Regions from separate parts of the Sus scrofa genome. Here region 1 is linked to region 2. A link is a contact called in public HiChIP or PLAC-seq data. All regions are on one chromosome and are shown on one strand. The core of a region is the stretch at or near the end of the contact, and the rest is flanking DNA. Distances in the headings are between cores, read along the strand shown.

What was found. HiChIP or PLAC-seq counts read pairs in DNA pulled down with a chosen protein or histone mark.
Region 1: a contact with region 2 is called in an H3K27ac HiChIP or PLAC-seq map of alveolar macrophages. The contact joins two enhancer-like sites. A contact is called at or near these places in 7 of 47 Hi-C or Micro-C datasets (embryonic fibroblasts, fetal skeletal muscle, heart right ventricle and 4 more) and 1 of 2 datasets of contacts at active chromatin or transcription factors (alveolar macrophages).

What each region holds. Positions count from the first base shown.
Region 1 is chr3:94,071,500-94,078,342 of Sscrofa11.1, reverse strand. ATP6V1E2 (V-type proton ATPase subunit E 2) reads right to left here. Exons shown (of 5, transcript XR_002342728.1): 4 at 3,969-4,042; 5 at 1-20. Among named protein-coding and RNA genes, the nearest start is that of TMEM247, 7.9 kb to the right of the region's middle. Within about 2 kb of position 4,127, at least 2 of the 83 cell types and tissues checked have an H3K27ac peak or open chromatin away from gene starts, as enhancers often do. A contact at or near this core is called in alveolar macrophages, where this site is marked.
Region 2 is chr3:93,218,499-93,225,705 of Sscrofa11.1, reverse strand. No RefSeq gene overlaps it. Among named protein-coding and RNA genes, the nearest start is that of EPCAM, 37 kb to the right of the region's middle. Within about 2 kb of position 5,660, at least 6 of the 83 cell types and tissues checked have an H3K27ac peak or open chromatin away from gene starts, as enhancers often do. A contact at or near this core is called in alveolar macrophages, where this site is marked.

The DNA of each region.
Region 1 (6,843 bases), core at 2,878-5,377, 850 kb before region 2:
ATGCTGCTCTGGGGTAGCACCTGAAAGCAAAATTACATGGAAAAATCCTCTAGGAGTTCCTGCTGTGGCACAGAGGGTTCAGAATCAGACTGCAGCAGCTGGGGTTGGCAGAGGTGCGGGTTCCATCCCTGGCCTCGCACAGTGCATTAAGGATCCAGCGCTACCACGAGTGTGGCATAGGTTGCAGCTGCTTCTCGGATTCAATCCCTGGCCCAGGAACTTTCATATGCCATGGGTGCAACCATTAAAAAAAAAAAAAATTCCTATAAACCACAGGTGAGACACAGGAGCTGACCCAGTCCCTGTTAGAAGGACCCATTTTTGATCCTGCCAGCAGTGTAAGCAGCCTCTTAACCAGCAGAGATAGCACAGCCATGGCCCACATGTGGGTCCTTAGGGAAGCTCCCACGTCACATGCTGGGATTTTAAGTTGACGGGGTGTTGTCATCTTGTGACACAATGAGGGGTTCTGAGAAACCATCCCCAAACTCCCAGTCATCTCTGTCATTATCCTGCTCCTGCACCTACAATTCCATCACCAATGGTTCAGGTGCAAATAAGCCTGGGAAGAATGGCTGGTTAGGCCACCCTCGGCCACCATCACATGGTGTGAGTCAGTAGATGGGACCCCTTTCAGGTGGCAGCTCCAGTGGCACCTTTGTTTCCATGGCTGGGACGTTATTCTATGGCTCAAAGCAGGTGCACGAGCTGCAGAGGGAAGCAGGCCTGAGCTGTCAGAGCGGAGCCAGGTCCTGCTTGGGCTGCCAGAGAACAAACACGAGCTCCGCTCTTTTAGACTCTGCCAAGCCCAGACCTTACCCGGAATCCTGTAAAAATCCAAACACGGGCCTGAAATGAGAGCCGTACATGCACAGCTAGAGGCCTTCAATCCTTTCCCACAGGTTCAGCTCCCCCTGGAGATTTCCATCCATCCAGAGGCTCCTGGTCACTGCAGGAGTACATAGCACTCACAGGCACCGGTCAGGCTCAGGGCCAGACCTGCTCTAAGTAGCCCCGGCTCTGGACACCAAGCCACCTGTTGCCCCAGGTCCAAGGCCTGAGTGTTAGTCTTGCCCTGTCCCCTAATTTCCTAAGCCCAGATGCTGATTCCCTGCCAGCTCCACCCCTCCTAGGGTCTCCATTGTCTTCCTGTCATTCCACTTCAGGGACCATAGCCCTGCAGCCCTTCACCCCTGCAAGGGTTGAAGGCTGTACCTCAGGACCCAGGACAAAGCCACATGCTTGCTGTCACAGCTCTCCTAGCCTCCTGCCTGCTGGGACGGCAGCCGGCTATTTACCAATAGAGGTCCTGAGGTTTAGCAATGCCCCCCCCCTTATGGCTCCTTCCATTGCTGGTCTCACTCCCGTAGTTCTGTCTGCACTCAGCTGATGAGTATTCCTGTTTATGACATATTCCCCCCCCCACAGTCTCCTCCCGGGAACACAGACCCCACAAGCCAGTTCTGCCAAGTTGGGTTGCCACCAGGGACTCTTTGGAGCTGGAATCCCTCCTGGAGGTCTCGTGGATTTAGCTCTTCTGGCATGACCTGGTAATTCTGCAAACGACCGGGAGCAAGAACCTTTGGAAAAACTCCTGGGCTGAGAGCTGCCCAGTAAGGACAAGCTGGGCCACAAGAGGGCAGTGTTGGCCAACAGCTGCTTCGCAGAAGTCCCATTGCCCTCCGGTTGTAGCCGCAGAAAGGAAGATGAATATAAGTCCTTTTTACAGGAATATGTTTATTTTATGTTAACTTGCATGAAATGGGAAAAAAAAAAGTGTCCGATGAAACATTCAAGGAGGCTTTTTTGAGGGCGACTTCAGCATTGTCACAGGAGAAAACTTCCATTATCTTGGAAGGCCAGCTCCGGGGCGTGTCTAACAGCAGATGCACCACCAGGCTCCATACCCACCAGGTGTAAGGTGGGAACAAGGATACCAGGCTTGTATGATCAGGGCAGGCTGCATGGCCCTAGTTTTTACATGCAGAAGCTGCACCCCTAGGGGGTTCCAATGACTTGACAAGGTCTTGGCTAAGCTAATGGCAGAGCTTGGCCTGGGACCCCAGGACCCCAATCCTGGGAGCAGAACATTTTTCACTGCACCCTGCTGCACCCTTCCTCTGACCCCAAAGGAGTTAATCAAAAGTTGCTCCTGGAGTTCCCATTGTGGCTCAATGGTTAACCAATCCGACTAGGAACCATGAGGTTGTGGGTTCGATCCCTGGCCTTGCTCAGTGAGTTAAGGATCCGGGGTTGCTGCAGGCTGTGGTATAGGTCGCAGATTCAGCTCAGATCCCGCTTTTCTGTGGCTCTGGTGTGGGCTGGCAGCTACAGCTCTGATTGGACTCCTAGCCTGGGAACCTCCATATGCCACGGGAGCGGCCCAAGAAATGGCAAAAAGACAAGAAAAAAAAAAAGTTGAGAGACCCTGGGGCCCAGGCTGGAGGGGCCTCATGCCCCCTTCCAGCTCTGAATAATGAAAATCTGGAATTTCGACTTATGCCGGCTCTTCATTGGAGTATTCCTGCCATGAGGTGCTCCCACTGGTTAGAGCATAAGAGTACCTGCATTCGGGCTTCACCACAGGAGGCTCTGCTTTAACAAGCCTGGTATCTAAATGGCCATTGGATTTACAGACATTCTAGACCGGGGGAAAGCAGCTTTGTGAAAGGAGGCACAAAATTCCTTTAAGTAGCAAAGTTCCCACACCCATCACCCTACTTCCCAAACATTTAAAATAGGGTTAAACTCACAAAACTTAATTTACACTCAACTTTGTGGGACTCCCTCTGCTGCTAGTTCCCCCTCATCGGAGTAGAGGGATCAAAGAAAGAAAGCGGGCAGAAGTGAGGCCTCTGGTTCTGTTTGGAAGGTATAAGGACATAAAGGAGAAGGTGTAGCTCCTTGACCGTCTGCTCTGCCTGCCTGTGTCACATTCGCAAGCAGGAAGGGAGCCACAGCCTGACCAGGGCCATCGGCTGCACAGACCCTTTACTGGCACCTGCTGTGAGCAGGCAGTTGCCCTGCCCTCATCCTCCACTAGGGGGAGGACGAAACACGCACCAGATCATTGAACACAAAGCAGCCAGAGAGACACAAAGCACAGTTTCACAGGGGGTGGTAGCTGGGTTGGGCCCTAAAGGCTGGAGGGACTTTCATGGATGGGGCTAAAGAAGAGAGGATTCTGGAGTTCCCGTGGTGGCGAAGCAGAAACAAATCTGACTAGGAACCATGAGGTTGCAGGTTCGATCCCTGACCTTGCTCAGTGGGTTAAGGATCCGGCACTGCCGTGAGCTGTGGTGCAGGTCGCAGACGTGGTTCGAATCTGGCATTGCTGTGGCCCTGGCGTAGGCTGGCAGCTACAGTTCCGATTAAACCCCTAGCCTGGGAACCTCCACATGCCACAGGTGTGGCCCTAAAAGGAGAAAAAGACAATTTAAAAAAAGAAGAAGAGAGCGTTTTGTAGCCTGAGAAAACTGCCAGCAAAAAATGTTAGTAAGGCAGGAGAGCTAGGGAACATCAAGAAGCATTCTCTCTCTCCCGATAGATTACATGTGCTGCACAGGTAAGAACTAACTACATATGATGATCCTTGATGCTCTCCTCCTCGGTACCTAGCACAGGGTCATGAACCTGGAAGAGGCTTGTGAAAAATTGTTTGGGGCAAATTTCTTAAAAAGTCAGGAGCTTCCCCCAGGGCATTAATGCAGGCATGTTGAAAGGAAACTGAAGTCCTAGTACATGAATGTGGTGTCAGTTATCAATTTATTTCCTCTCAGCTGTAAATCCACCCTTAATTACCCAGCTCCTGATACTGAAGCAAAACCTCATAAGCATTTCCCCTGCCAGCCCATGATATTAAGTTTTGTCAGTAGAGGGCGCTAGAGAGCCATCAGAGGAAGAAGAGGCTGCTTTTTCATTTTTTCTTACTCCCACAAAGCTGGGCTGGCACACAAGGTGGTACTCACCTCCAGAGAGTTTCAGGGGCTTCAGGTTTTGTTCGTCCCAACAAGTTCCCCAGCTGAGGTTCTCCAGTGACTTCCTGGAAAGTTTAACACCATCTTCTAGGCAGCTTCTGGGTGAGTTTTGTTGGCACCCCAGTGGACAGCGTCCTGCTTGCCAGTCTAGATCTGCTTGACCTTGACCTCAGCGAACTTTTACACATTCAGTGGCTCCATCGCCACCCTCTCTAATGAGACCTGAATTGCAGCCTCTAGGGGGCACCTCTCCCAAATTCATTCCATTTTTATTTAGAGTTCTCTTTACCCCTAAGGAGCCAATCCTCTGTCACTAGTTAATGGTTCTACCTTCCTTGTTGGAATTACTGTATGGTTTCTGTCTCCTGATGAGACCCCAACTAATTCAACACTCATACACATGCTGTTGGGCTGCACCCCACGGCCTGCAAGCCTTCTTGTTGCCCAGCCTGGAGACCAAAGAGGGAGCCTGGAAAGAGCAACAGTTTAATGGTTTCTTGGTTTATTTACAGGGGAAGGGGACCCAAAGGAGGGGATTACCATTTATAGAGGGAATTGATGTCAGGTTGGCTCATCCATTACCAGGGAAACAAGCAGCTGGGGCACATCCCTCTCAACCTCTTCGGTTACCAACCAACATGAGGGCAGATGTTTCCTTTAATGAACTAGAAGGTGGAGCTAGATTAGAACAATCACTAGCTGGGGCAGGGGGCAAGCACACTGGCAGTTACTGATTAAGTTTCATGATTAAGAGGGCTGGGTAGTCACGTGAGAAGGGCACAGGCAAAGCAGGGACTGGTTGGGCAGGGGCGGTAAAGGAGCAAGAGGACAGCTCCTGAGTGACCTGGACATCCACACGCCTTCACACACGTCCCTACATATGCCCAGGAAGGGCTGTGCTCAAGCAGCCCTCCTCAGTCGGATTTCCCCCCAAAATCCCTGAGCACGTAGGTCACTGCTTCCTCTTGAACATCCACTCTACGAGCCAGGGTTCAGTCAGGAAAACAGAAACTGTTGTGGTCTGTGCAGGCGGGTCAGAAAGAAGAATTTTCCAGCCTAGCGAGGTGATGAAGAAGAAGAGTTTATTGAGATAAGAAACACTGCTAGCACAGTGGGCCAACTTCCTGGTGATGCGAGAGAGCCCATCCGACCCCCTCCACCCCGGGCAGGGTGCATGGTGGTGTCTGTTTTTACAGCCCAGGGTAAGAGGAGAGGTCTTAGGATACATCTGCTGACCTGCTGATTGGATGGGGTAAGAGGGGTCTTAGGATACACTTGCTGGTGGGTTGGGGGTATATGAGGGCCCTGGAGGGGCAAGGTGAGGAGTGGACCACATACCTTTCTTAGGAGAGGGCAGGAAGGAGAGGCCAGCTTGCTCGAGGTGGGGGAGGGAGCATTACAATGAGATAGGTGGGGTAATTCTTGTCTTGGCCAGAGGCTTTGAGTTCTAGCTCCTTGAAGCCCCCCCAAAAAACCACTTTCAGTATTTCCAACAGGAAAGGCTTTAATACAGGGACTTGGGTGTTTAAGTCCTGGCTTTACCTGATCCTAACTGTGTCACTATAGGCAGGTGACTTACCCTTTCTGAAACTCACTTGCACTTCTAGGAAGATAGGGATAATAGCAGTACCTAACTCACATGATTGCTCTGAAAAACTACATAAAATAATCCATGGAAAAATCCCCAATATCTGGGACATGGTCTGTGCCCAGTAATTGTGCAATGGTTGATGTTACTATTTTAATCCTCTCAATGCTCCAGCACACCTGAGCTGAAGTGTCTCAAAGTCACAGCAGGCTGTAGCTGAGGCAGCCAGGAAGGAAGAAGACATTACAGCATTAAGACATCTGTCCCAGGAGTTCCCGTCATGGCACAGCAGAAACGAACCCGACTAGGAATGACTAGGAACCATGAGGCTGGGGGTTCGATCCCTGGCCTTGCTCAGTGGGTTAAGGATCCGACGTTGCCGTGAGCTGTGGTGTAGGTTGCAGACGCAGCTCGGATCTGGCGAATTGCTGTGGCTGTGGCGTAGGCCGGCAGCTATAGCTCCAATTTGACCCCTAGCCTGGGAACCTCCATATGCCAAGAGTGCGGCCCTAAGAAGACAAAAGACAAAACAAAACAAACAAAAAAAGATATATGTCCCTAGTTGAAGTAATGACAACCCCAGACTGGAGAGGGTGCGTAGAGGAAATGACCCAGAGGCTTAAAGACGTCTTCCTGTCCTCAGTTAGAACAAATTATACAGCCTAAACTCCCTTCATCTATCTTGAGCGAAACTCTCTCTTCCAGACGCCTTTTTAAAAATTTAATTGAAAATGTAACATATGCACATTTTTTAATTTTTTTAATTTTTATAAGATTTATTTTTTTTTAGGGGCCACGCCCGTGGCATATGGAAATTCCCAGGCTAGGGGTTGGTTTGGAGCTGCAGCTACTGGCCTACACCACAGCCACAGCACCATGGCATCTGAGCTGCCTCTGCAACCTACACCACAGCTCACAGCAACGCCAGATCCTTGACCGACTGAGCAGGGCCAGGGATCGAACCCGCGTCCTCGTGGTTACTAGTCAGGCTCATTAACTGCTGAGCCACGATGGGAATTCCTATGCACATTTTTTTTTAAAGTCAAAGAGTACAAAATGTTACACACAGTTAAGAATGTCTCCTGCCTACCCTAACCCTTCCACTCTCCCACCTCAGAGAGAGCCATCACGAGCAAGTTTTTTATGTGTCTTTCCAGACAGATACCACTATACCATATATTTTTATATTTTTTGGCTGTGCCCACAGCATACAAAAGTTCCTGGGCCAGGGATCAAACCTGTGCCACAGCAGCGACCCAAGATGCTGCAGTGACAGCA
Region 2 (7,207 bases), core at 4,411-6,910:
ACTGAACCAAGGGCTTGACCCACACAGGGAGAGGACGTGTGACTCTGGCCTCCCCAGGACAGACCCTAAGCAGCTGAGCTAACAGGGCCTGGAGCACGACGATGCACTGATTATACTGACTGTGGGTCTTTATTACTACACAGGACTTCACCTAAGTAGCAAATTGCATTAATTATTAGATAGAAATGAGTTGCTCCCTTATTCTCTCAGACCCTGATGGAAGACGCAGCCTTCAAGACCACAAACCATGCAGTGGGACCTCAACTGAAATAAATAAGGACCTGTTGACTGTGTGCTCTTTGTTTAATTCAACACTTTTTTTTTTTTTTTTTTTTTTTTTTTTTTTAGAGCCACACCTGTAGCACATGGAGGTTCCCAGGCTAGGGGTCTAATTGGAGCTACAGCTGCCGACCTAACTACAGCCACAGCAACACCAGATACAAGCCGCGTCTGCGACCTATACCATAGCTCATGGCAACGCTCGATCGTTAACCCATTGAGCAAGGCCAGGGATCGAACCCACAACCTCATGCTTCCTAGTCAGATTCGTTTCTGCTGCGCCACAATGGGAACTCCTAATTCAAAACATCTTGTTTGAGTGTCTACTCTGTGCCAGGAAATGTTCTAGACGGTCAGGATATTTCGGTAAACAGATGAAATCACCATCCTTTTTTTTTAATTACTCAATGATTTTTTTTTTTTTTTTTTTTTGGTCTTTTTGCTATTTCTTGGGCCGCTCCCATGGCATATGGAAGTTCCCAGGCTAGGGGTCCAATCGGAGCTGTAGCCACCGGCCTACGCCAGAGCCACAGCAGCACCAGATCGAGCCGAGTCTGCGACCTACACCACAGCTCAATGCTGGATCTTTAACCCACCGAGCAAGGGCAGGGACCGAACCCGCAACCTCATGGTTCCCAGTCGGATTCGTTAACCACTGCGCCACGACGGGAACTCCTACTCAATGAATTTTATTACATTTATAGTTGTTCAATAGTCATCACAACCTAATGTGAAATCACCATCCTTATGGAATCCCCTTCCAGGCAGACAATAAACAAATGAGTATGTTGTTTAGGATGCCTGATGGTAATTGCACTTTGGAGGAAAATAAATTTGGGGAATAGGTTAAGGGATGAATGGAGAATGAGAAGGTCTGGAATGTTCAAGAAGGCTGGCAGGTAAGGGTTCATTGATGAGGTGACAGTCCAGCAAAGGCCTGACAGAGAGGAGGCATCAAGCCCTGCAGGTTGTTGGAGAAGGGCTTTCTAGGCAGGAGGGTGCAAAGGCCCTGGGATGGGGGCAGGTCCAGGGTGATGGAGGAACAGCTGGGAGGGCTGAGTGGCTGGAGCAGAGTCAGAGTACTTGGTGCCAGCTGGGCTTGGCCTTCAGAGACATTTGAGAGGGGAAGAAACCACACAGTCGTTGACCTCAAATAGGCCGTGAGCCTTTAAAGCCCACACGACAAATTCTAAAATGATAGCACATGGGAGTTCCTGTTGTGGCGCAGAGGAAACAATCCGACTAGTATCCATGAGGATGTGGGTTCGATCCCTGGCTGCGATCAATGGGTCGGGGATCTGAGGTTGCCATGAGCTGTGGTGTAGATCACAGATGTGGCTCAAATTCCATGTTGCTGTGGTGTAGGCCAGCAGCTGCCGCTCCGATTTTGCCCCTAGCCTGGGAACTTCCATATGCCATGGGTTCAGCCCTAAAAAGCACACTGTACACACACACACACACACACACACACACACACACACACACACACACACACACAAAGGAAGATAGCACCCCTAACATCTAGGAAGGATGGAGTCCTGGTGTGAGAGTTCTGAAGAGAAAACTCGGCACTGGAGCAAGCAGAGAGCTCTAGGGAGCAGATGGAGCTGAAAGTCACTGACAGGCAGGGCAAAGGGGCAGTGGACACCACGCCGTGGCACCATCCAATTAAATGTCAACCACATTCTCTGTCCCCCGAGCAACTTGGAATTAGCATAGCTTGAGGTTTTTAGAGACGAATCACCAGCTTTATAACACACAGGTACTTCCTCCCCGGAAGAAAAATTCCATATTCACTCTCTGCTCATTACAAAGGTCTTGTTGCTGTAAGATACGCATGTCTTTTAGCACAGAAAGCAGTGTGCGGGAGCTGTAGCAGGCTGGCCAGCCTAGGAGCTGGACCTCCCAGAGCCACCTCTGCAATGACATTCAGGATCTGCCCTCCCCCCGCAGAGCCCTCAAGAGCTCTCTATGCCACAAATTTTTCCTGCTTAGCCTCTGCCTCCTTCTATGGCAAACAAACCTAAGAGGATCATATTTTGAGCCTACCGCATATTTATGCCCTGTGGCTTTCCTTCGTTTCTCATTGTACTTATTCTCATTGCATTTATCCATCTATTCATTCAGCAAATATTTATCTTCACCCACTATTCTTAAGCTGTCAATGGCTACCTGTGTGACCTCCACCCCTGGAGAAGTTGATAAATCCACTTTATTAAGAAACCAGTAGGGCGTTCCCATCTTGGCACAGTGGTTAATGAATCCAACTAGGAACCATGAGGTTGAGGGTTCGATCCCTGGCCTTGTTCAGTGGGTTAAGGATCCGGCGTTGCCATGAGCTGTGGTGTAGGTCGCAGACGTGGCTCGGATCCCGCATTGCTGTGGCTGTGGCGTAGGCCGGTGGCTACAGCTCTGATTGGACCCCTAGCCTGGGAACCTCCATATGCTGCGGGAAGTGGCCCTAGAAAAGGCAAAAAGACCAAAAAAAAACAAACAAACAAACAAACAAAAAAACCAGTAATTGATGATGCCATATAGACAGAACCAGAAGGACAGTCCCTATCCTCTGCCACAGCCTGGGCCAGTTCCCTAGCTTCTGAGTCCCAATGCAAAATGAATTTGCAGGGTCCCTTGTTCAAAAAGCAAGGGGAAAGTGCCGTGAAAGGCACTAAATGTGCAACTTTTCCCTTTCTTTAGTGTTTTTTCTCTCTCTCTCTCACCTTCTCACGGTGTTTATACTTGCTATTTCATGTTCTGCCTCCTCCTTGGCACAGGAATATTTGTAGGGAGAGTGTAGACCCTTGCAGGCCCTGGGAAGGGGGATGAGCTGCCCCCTGACTGCTCCAGCTGTGGGATTCCTTCTCCCACCAGCTACCACACTCCAAACAGAATCCGTGATGAGTGTAAGAGGCCTAGAGGACTAAATCTGTGTACCAGCACATGCTCGGAACCTGGATGGAGGGTAGGTGAAAGGGTCACCTCTGCTGCTACCCGTCAATTGCACTGTGGCACCGCCCACCCTGGGCAGGGATGGCTACCACCATGCCTCTACCGGAAGTGCTGCAGGGCACTCGTGCCCAACCACAGTTCTCCCTGTGTTCATACCCAGGGAGAGGGTGGCAGTGGTGCGGGCAGAGAAGGGGAAGCCAGGTGGAGCCCATGGAGCAGAGAAGAGAGAGCCCAGGACCCATCTCAGGGAGGCAGGGAGGCGGCCAGAGGCAGACCACGCATGCATGACGGGTTCGACCTGCAGTGCACACTTCATTGTTCCATCAGACTTCATGTACAAAACATAAATTCAAAAATAACATTATTAAGGAGTTCCCATCGTGGCACAGTGGTTAACGAATCTGACTAGGAACCATGAGGCTGTGGGTTTGATCCCTGGCCTTGCTCATTGGGTTAAGGATCTGGCATTGCTGTGAGCTGTGGTGTAGGTCACAGACACAGCTCAGATCCCGAGTTGCAGTGGCTGTGGTGTAGGCCGGCTGCTACAGCTCCAATTAGACCCCTAGCCTGGGAACCTCTAAATGCCGAGGATGCGGCCCTAAAAAGACCAAAGACAAAAAAAAAAAAAAGATGATATTAAGAATGGTGAATGTATTCTTAAAATGATCTTCTTTAATAATGCTTTAATAATTCTTAAAATGATTAAAAGTTAAAAGCATCGAGACCACGGCCACAGAACATTAACCCCCCGTGCAGCCTTTTCAAGTGTGAGCCCTTCTGAGGGGCCGTGACCATGACCGCACAGGTTATGCACCCCTGGCCACAGCTGTCAATGCACACATCTTCCAGTATGGGTCCTTGGCAAAGTCTCTTGTTCCCACTTGCTCCTGTTAGAGCTGAGATGGATCCTGAGATTGGCATTAGGAGAGGCATGAAGCTCTCCACGGCAATAATAAAACATCAGCCGAAGGCCTGCAGAGTGTGGTTGAGCAGCCTTAGACTCAGATCACTGCCACCTCATCAGCTTCTTCCAGATGCTAAACGGCACCTCGGCGTCTTGAGAGTCTGGGTTGTTTGTGTCAGAAGTAATAACTTGGATTTTATTTGCCTTTGAAAACTGGATAAGCGTCCATTCACCAGCCTCTGAAATCAGACCCATATTTCATGTTTCCCCATGTGCTTTGAGAAAAGTCTATAAACCCACAGACACGTTTTTTTTTTCCTCCCCAAGGTGAAACTTGACTTTAATACTTAATACCACTGATTCCTGGGGAGCTGTGCTGGGAACATCTTTTTTTTAGGCTCCATTTCTCATCTTAAGGGATTCGATGAATATGCACCCACTCTTCATTATGGAAAGTTTTGAAGACCTCTGAAGTAAAGGAAGGCAGATTTGGGGTTAAACATTAAAAAAGAATAATAGAGAATAATAGGAAAGTTTTCACTTTGATTTCAGAGTTGATTTGTGGCTTCTTCCAAGACTGAAAAATAGCCCCTAAGCAAAAACCTTGTTTTAATACCCAAACATAAATAACACCAGGCAACTGAGAGCATTCAAGTTGAGTTCTTTGGTTATACAAGCATATCTGAATAAATCCCAAATCTCTACCGGGCTCCTTCTTCCTATTTTTTGTGTAGAAACTGGGGCCAGCAGGACTGGTCACTCTGGCAGAGCTGGGCATCAGCAGTGCCTGGGCCATGGTCAGCCGTGTGGCAGGAAAGTTTCTTAAAGGGCTTCACTGGCCAAGAGCCTTTGTATGGTCAGGAGCTGGCAAGAAGGGCTCTCCCAGGTGCCCAGAGCCCCAGATCACAGGCCTACTTTTCCAGTGAGCACTGAGACAGAGTCTCTGAGGAAGATGGCCAGGGCCCGGCAATCAGATGCGTAGGGTTTGGATCTACTGTTCTTCGAACATTTATGCCAATGTGACCTAATTTGCTAAGCAGGGGCTAAAAAAGCTAGATATACCTATTTAAATTCAAAACCAAAAGACAGGAGTTCCCGTGGGGGCGCAGTGAAATGAATCCGAATAGGAACCGTGAGGTTGTGGGTTCCATTCCTGGTCTTGCTCAGTGGGTTAAGGATCCTGCATTGCAGTGAGCTGTGGTATAGGTTGCAGACTCGGCTCAGATCTGATGTTTCTGTGGCTGTGGTGTAAGCTGTCTCTGTAGCTGTGATTATACCCCTAGCCTGGGAGCCTCCATATGCTGTTGGTGTGGCCCTAAAAAAAAAAAAGAGAGAGAGAGAGAGCAAAGCCAAAAGAAACTAAGGGATGATTTCTGATGGGGCATGGTGGTGGGAACACCATTCCACATTGGATTTGTCTCTCACCTCATGCGGGAAGGCAAGGCTCTGATCTTTCCTGGATTATGGAAAAAGAGCATGGAAGTTGTCCTTGGTTTTGGTGAACTCTACCCACTATGGCCAGCAGAGGGCGGTACTGCATTTCAAAGTGGGGGTTGGAGGCCTATTAAAGAATTTAGATATAAAATTTGAGCCCCCTCCACACACCCCACCCCCTCATATTCTCAGTAACTTGTCTAAAGAAAGGTCTCCTTTTCGTCTGCTTCCTAATTCTTGGAAAGCTTAAAGAAATTCTGAAGGGACTCTGTGGCTGTTGTGAGGGAAAAAAATTTTTTCTTCATTGGGATGGCCTTGAGCAAAATTATACCATTCTAGACACTCCATTGCCCCCCTACACACACCCCTTCGATCTCCCCAGCCCTAGGCCCCTGGGCTTTCTTTGTCTCTTTCAATGTTGTGTGTACCGTATCTTCTCTCTCTTTCCCTCCGGTCCTTTGAAGCTTGCTCTTTAGTTACACAATGCAAGGCTTTGCTCTCCATTAAAAGGAATGTCAGGCCTCGGTGAGCAGGTGTGGAAACAGGGGGGAGAGAGCCTTCTAGCATGCCTGACATCAATCATACCTTGACAGCAGGTCAAGCCAAATAGAGTCTTTTTTCTTTTTTTTTTTTTTTTGGCTTTTTGCTTTTTCTAGGGCAGCTCCCACGACATATGGAGGTTCCCAGGCTAGGGGTCCAGTTGAAGCTGCAGCTGCCGGCCTACGCCAGAGCCACAGCAGCACCAGATCGAGCCGAGTCTGCGACCTACACCACAGCTCATGGCAATGCTGGATCCTTAACCCACTGAGCAAGGCCAGGGATCAAACCTGCAACCTCATGGTTCCTAGTCGGATTTGTTAACCACTGCGCCACGATGGGAACTCCAAGCCAAGTAGTCTGAGTCTGAATCTCTGGCCGCTGAAGCACCAGCTGCTCTAACCTGAGGTCCTGCCTCCTAGCTCCAGACCCGCTCTCCATGGTGATGACAGTCATGGCTCCTAATCTCTTTCCTAATCATGCCTGTAACTAACCCTAATGTAAATTTGCCTTATGAGAGGCAGAGAATTTCCTTGGGGGGACATTCCCACCACAATTACCCTAACCCTATCCTCAATTAGCCAGATCTTAGCCCAAGCTACATGCTAATGTTTGGCTGTGAGACCCCGTCCTCATCCCTTCCTCTGTCTTCTGGGCTCCTTCTGGGCACCAGGGCCTTTTCAGAAAAAATCTAAAGGTGCATTTCCTCCCATCCTGACTTCCTCAAATTTTATCTCTGCATCTCTCATCTGGTAGGGTGCTGTGCTCCACTGGAAACCCCACTGGGTGGAAAAAATCCTCAATTCACCATTCCTGACAAGGTGTTCACTTTTTTTTTTTTTTTTTTTTGTCTTTTTAGGGCCACACCCATGACATATGGAAGTTCAGGCTAGGGGTAGAAGTGGAGCTGTAGCTGCAGGCCTATGCCATAGCACAGCAGTACCAGATTTGAGCCATATCTGTGACCTACACCACAGCTCACAGCAATGCCAGATCTTTAACCCACTGAGTGAGGCCAGGGATTGAACCCATGTCCTCACGGATACTAGTCAGGTTCATTACCGATGAGCCACAACAGAACTCCAGGTGTTCACATTTTTTTTT